Linked DNA regions of Sus scrofa: region 2 is linked to region 1. Evidence: chromatin contacts called from public Hi-C data. All regions are on one chromosome and are shown on one strand. Each heading gives the region's core, a stretch centred on a gene start, on an enhancer-like site or on the middle of the called end of the contact. The rest is flanking DNA. Distances are from core to core; before and after follow the strand shown.

Region 1 (2,975 bases), core at 323-2,822:
GACTAGGAACCCTGAAGTTGCCAGTTCGATCCCTGGCCTTGCTCAGTGGGTTAAGGATCTGGCATTGCCGTGAGCTCAGTGCAGGTCACAGATGTGGCTTGGATCTGGCTTTGCTGTGGCTCTGGCGTAGGCCAGCGGCTACAGCTCCGATTTGACCCCTAGCCTGGGAATCTCCATATGCTGCAGGAGCGGCCCTAGAAAAGGTAAAAAGATAAAAAACAAAAAACATGCAGTACTGCTGGCATGCTACTATATGGATAGGCTTTGAAAACACTATGCTAAGTGAAAGAAAGCAGATGCAAAAGACCACATGGTGTATGATTCCGTTTAAACGAAATGTCCAGGAGCTCCCTCGAACCTGCAAATCTATAGAGACAGAAAGTAGATTAACAGTTGCTTAGGGTGGGACGCTGGGGGACTTGGGGGTGATGAGTAAAGGTTTCTTTTTGGAGTGATGAAATTATTCTAACACTGATTGTGGTGATGTTGGCATCGCTGTGAATATACTAAAAACCATTCAGTTGTACAATTTAAGTGGGTGAATTGTATGGTATGTGAATTATACCCAATAAATCGGTTACCGAAAGATACAGTCATAAACGTTTTATGTGTTAACATATTTTTATGAAAATTGCTATATTTTCCAAAACAAAGACATTTAATGAGACTAGCATTGTTTTACATTTTTGCAAATATCCTTAATGTAGGCTTAAGAGAAGATTACAGGTTCTCATATGTGCTTCAGCATTCACCTTGATACACATCATCAATGGAATATTCCATGGGGACTTCCAGGAATCCCAGACTACACTTTGAGAAGTTTCTGTACTGTAAAATTCATATTTCCCTCTTTGTAATGAATAAATATCTTGTCGGGCGATCTGTACTCTTGAACTATGTAAATACTAGTTCCTTACCAAACTTTCACCCTTCGGTTTTAGCGTCCATTGTTGATGTTTGCCTATTAACGACGGTCGCCAAACGGTGAGTTTCTGCATCATTCCGTCTGCATTTTTTAGTTGACATTCTACCCTAAGAAAGAGCTTTCTCTTCTCCCCATTTACTTCTTTGCATCACTATCGATCCCGGATTCTTATTTTATTCTAAGTTACAATCTGCTGTTACCATTCTTTATTTTGAATCTCCAATTGGCCCAGCTTCGGGGTGGGTCATTGGAGGATTTCGAGGAGGTGCGTAAGAAATTTCCTTCGGCTGGCTAAGGAAAGTAACGGGCATTGAATGCATTTAAATAAGGGCTTTCGCTCACTGAGCTGAGTCAAATCCTGGGACAGGTCTGGGGGCTCAATTAAGCCCCCCAGCTCTCTTCTCCAAGCACCGCCCACGACCCCCGGCCAAGCCAAAGGTCCGAGCAACGCTCGGTTCCCTGCCGCCTCTGCCGCCCAATCCTGGGCTTGCCCCGCCTCTTTCGCCAGCCCCGGCCCCGCCTCCCGCGGCCGATTGGCCGGGACTCCAGCAGGCGCCGCTCAGGGAAGACCCGGAGAAGCGGACGTTACCGGAGGAAGGGGTCCCCCACGGCTTTGCTGCGCATGCTCACTAGGAACCCGCTTTTGCGCTCCGAGAGGCAGGCGCCCCCGCCGGGCGGCGCGCGCTCCCTACTGCCAGCCGGGTGGCGCGCGCGGCACGGGGCTCGCTCCCGAGGGGCAGGTGGGGGCGGGGCGTGGGCACCCGGGTTGCGGTGGCCGGAGGGGTCTGGGCCGTGAGATCGACTCCGGTGGCTGCAGCGGCCCGAGGCCAAAGGACCCGGCACAGCTCGGTCTCCGGAGAGGGAGGGCCCCGCTGCCGTCGCCGCCTGGCCAGTGCCCGGTGAGGACGGGCCCCAGCGGGTCGGGGAGGGTCTCGGGTCCCTCCGTCTGGTCGGCCCCGGGCCAGGCTTTCCCGGGGGGCCCCCAGGACCACTGATACTCGGGAGGGGCGGGTGTCCCCGTACTCTGCGTCGCGGCGCTCAGGCCGCTCCTTGTCCTTCACCTGCGATTCGCTGCCTCCTTTCTCCTCGATCTTCCGACCCCACGACCCACCCGACCCCGGGACTGAGCCCAGACATCCCAAATCAGGGAGCCCCACATTCGCCTGCCTTTCCTGGAACATGTCTGTCCCAACCAGTACTGCCCTCCGGCCTGGCATCCATCCCAGCCCCATCCCATCTTTGCGGCTCTGGAGGTCCCCGTGACCTTGCACTTTTTGCTGTCGTTACACCTTCCACGCCGAATATGTAGATTGCCTGTTGGCGCTTTCAAACTTTTTTGACCCAACCTACTCTAAGAAATATGTTTTACATGCCTGTAGATGCGGATTACTGAAAGAGAAGTTTAAAGGGAGACAGTTACCCGGACCTCACGTGATGCAGCCAGATCTACTCTGCCTGGCTTCTGATTCTATCCTCTTCTATTCCTTTCTATTCTATTCTGGTCTGTTCTTTCCATTCCAAAAGACTATTATCACCACATTGAACCGATTTCAGGACCAAGTGAGTCTGACCCAGTGTAAAGCGCTTGCTTTAAGTGGCAGTCTTGCACCCCCCCACGCCTTGCCTCCAGAGGATGCTGAGCTCCAGTGACATAATCACGCGTAAACATCACCGATTCCAAAGAAAGGGCATATTTTTATTATTTTGACATTAATGCTTTCAGGGCCAAAATCATTTCCAGGACTTGGTTTGATTCGGTCTGGTTTATTATTTTGTTCCTCTCCCAAAAGCTCCTGGTCAGACTTGGGGCAGAGAGAGTATGTGGAGGCTAGACTGTGGAGCATTTATAACAGAGACTGAGACAGGCTTTTTTTTTTTGGCCATACCCACAGCGGGTGGATGTTTCTGGGCCAGGGATCAAACCCATACCACAGCAGTAAGTAAGTCTCAGCAGTGACAATGCCAGATCCTTAACCACTAGGCCACCAGGGAACTCCTGGAGACAACTTTCACCGGAGAGGGAAGCTGTTAGAGTTGAGGTTTGGGAAGT
Region 2 (2,975 bases), core at 342-2,841, 180 kb before region 1:
TTCGAGGTGCCACGCTTAGTGCCACTTGACTATGCCAGAGACGCCGGCTGGATTGTGTGGAATTAGGTCTCCTACCTTCCTCTGACACCCCAAATTCCCTTCTCCCGGGGACAGTCCACAGACTGAGGCAGAGGCAGCAGCCACTGGGAGAGCATGGAGAGTGTGTGCAGGTACTATTCTTGGAGATAGTGCTGTATATATGCGGTTTGCCATACTGTTTCTTTTCATATCCAAACTTAACATGAACTGATGGTGACTCAGGTGGGTGTGGCCCTTGCCCCTTAGGCAGACTCCATGGCAAGTGCCTTAAATCAGGGCAGGTGTCACTCCCAGAGCCTCTGAGGGTGCAGGCTGCTGGCCCAAGAGTGCAGGGTTGTAAATTAGGCTGCCTGTGGAGAACTGGTCTGGGGAGGAAGCTCTTCCGGCAAAGGGCAGTTTTACCTGTAGTTCAGACAGCCATGGTGGGCAACTAAACAGGCCTCATGTGTACCAGAATTTACCCAGAACTCATTTCTTCAGTATGAAGAACGACCAAACTTTATGTACAGAGAACTTTTTACAAAAGGCGCACCTTTTTTAGCTGTGGGGTCCACCCTCGTCTAACCCTTCTGGCTGCCTGACTATAAGTAGGGGCCATTTTGCTGGTGAAAAGCCTCTGCCATGATCCTACGTTTGATTGGACACTGACAAAATCAAAGTTTCGCAATATTTAGAGCTGCTGTAGCTATTAACAACACAAAATAGGATGAATCAGTAGTATGCTAGCTGTCTTTCAGGTTGGTGGCAGTCAGAACATGTGTAATATTCTCTACCTGGTCTGTAGCTGTAACTGTGATGTACAGGCAAAGCAAATATTAAAAAAAAAAAAAACTTACGGAAACAAATAATGCAATGATATTAGGATATACACTTTTGTATTTTTATTCTTATATAAGGTTATTTGCTGGCTATTGTTGGCCTCTAGTTCAGTCTGTGTTATTTAAAATCTAATATATGAATTATTTGGGTTGAATTCATGTTCGGGCCACGTTGTTGTATGTATTGATGTACAGCCTTGAATGTGAATAATTATTGTAAACTATATTTTACAACTTTTTTTCTGGCTTTATTATATAAATTTTCTATTTGGTCGATGATTTAATCATATCATAATTTAATGAATCTGTTTATTCTTTTTTTTCAAATATTTGTGCTTTAGGTGTAGTTACCGGATGATGAATTTTCCACGTATGCTCGGTAGCCTTGTAATAAAAAAGCATGTAGAATGTAGACGCTCACTGATGTAGCTTTCTTTGGCCGGGGCGCGGGTCGGGCGTCGCAGGGCGACCTGAATTCGGGGCCAGGAACAGGGTGTTCGGGCACAGCGCGCGCCCGGCGAAGACCGGCCAGCCCCTCTCAAGCGCGACGCCGGGCTCCACCGCCGCCTGCCCACAAGGGCGATGCCGGACCACGCCGCGCCGGACTTGGCCGGAAGGGGGCACGGCCGGCCGCTTTTCCGGACCGGAACTTCCGCCTCCCGCGTGACGCCGGGGTGGGCGCCTTACGAGGGCGGACCCGTGGGCGGGACAGAGCCCGGAGGACTGTATTAAAGGCCGGACGCTTCCGGCAGAGGGGAGCTGTGGCCGGGCTTGCTGGGATCATGGCGGAGAGTCACTGCGAGCTGCTGCCGCCGGCCCCGGGCGGCCTCGGGGCGGGGCTGGGGGGCAGCCTGTGCCGCCGCTGCAGCGCGGGGCTCGGCACCTTGGCCCAGCGCCCCGGCAACGTGTCCAAATGGGTCCGGCTCAACGTCGGCGGCACCTACTTCCTCACCACTCGGCAGACGCTGTGCCGGGATCCGAAATCCTTCCTGTACCGTTTGTGCCAGGCCGACCCCGACCTGGACTCGGACAAGGTGAGGGCCGCGCGGGCCAGCCAGGAGGATTCGGGCCGCCCCCGTCGGCGGCCCCACACACACCCCCTGACCCACTCTGAGAGAACCGCCCCGGCTCCGGGTCTCGCTGCCCCCTGCTCACCAGCCCGACCGGAGCCCCCGACTCCCTGTCCTGGGCCGAGGATGAACAGGATGGCGCCCTGGCTCCCACCGCCCTCCGAGAGCCCCAGCCACTCCCCCTCGGGGTGTCTGTCTCGCCCTCCTCTGCTCTTCCGCGGAGGAGGTTTCCCAGACCCCGGACTCTGCTGGGATCTACTTTCTTTTCTCTCCTAGGTTCTTTTGCCCCCGCCGGGAGCACCTTCTCTTCTCCGTCCCGGTGTACTGACTGGCTCTGGAATCCCGAATCCCCATGTTCCCCTCATTTTCTCACATTCCAGACGTTTTACTTAACGTTAGCGTGGGGTTTGATACTAGTGGCCTGCCTTTCTCAGTGACTTGCATTTAGGGAGTTGGCGCTCCATCGTTTTCAGCCACAACACGCACCCACACAACAGTCTCAAAAAGTGCCGTCCATAGAGTGATTTTCGAAGGGAATGTGGCTCATATTGAGGCGTGGCTCAGGGGTGTCAAGGAAGGGCCAGATAGGAAATCTTTTTCAATCTACTTTCTCATTAACCTAGTTTTCCTGCTGCTCTCTCAAAAGGATAGGAGTTTCTAGGTTGGTTTGCTGCTTGTGTTTCATCAGACTGTTGTGCAGGTGATAATAGAAGCTGTTTCGATTATTACTTAAAGAATTGTCTCGGCAGCTGTATGGCATCGAAACTCAAAAAAAGGCTGTGCTGGAAGAAGAGTTATTCCCTGTACGTATCCTAGGCGGTTCACAGGCCTTATCCTAACTTTCCTGCCTTTGGCTTGGGCCTACGTAATTGCCCTTGGCCTTGTGCCTTGCCAGCCCAGCATTTGCCAGGCATAGGCTTCCCAGAAAGAGTGTGATCCCTTGTCCAGATCCAGAAGCCCGACCGAGATCATCCTCAGAGTGGCCTGACCTTAGGATCGGGAAATGAGACCTCGAGTGACCACAGAACCACCAGTCCTGGGTAGAACT

The links. Hi-C and Micro-C count contacts between places; a contact is called where the count stands out from the background.
Region 2: a contact with region 1 is called in a Hi-C map of epiblast stem cells, with 1.8 times the contacts expected there. The contact joins the promoter of KCTD5 here to the promoter of FLYWCH1 in region 1. A contact is called at or near these places in 3 of 47 Hi-C or Micro-C datasets (epiblast stem cells, fetal skeletal muscle and liver).

Annotation. Positions count from the first base shown.
Region 1 is chr3:39,243,340-39,246,314 of Sscrofa11.1, reverse strand. It overlaps FLYWCH1 (FLYWCH-type zinc finger-containing protein 1), which reads left to right and starts at 1,572. Exons shown (of 10, transcript XM_021086740.1): 1 at 1,572-1,824.
Region 2 is chr3:39,428,224-39,431,198 of Sscrofa11.1, reverse strand. KCTD5 (BTB/POZ domain-containing protein KCTD5) reads left to right here and starts at 1,591. Exons shown (of 6, transcript XM_013987853.2): 1 at 1,591-1,891. The coding sequence starts at 1,640. It overlaps PDPK1 (3-phosphoinositide-dependent protein kinase 1), which reads left to right. Exons shown (of 14, transcript XM_021086751.1): 14 at 1-1,271.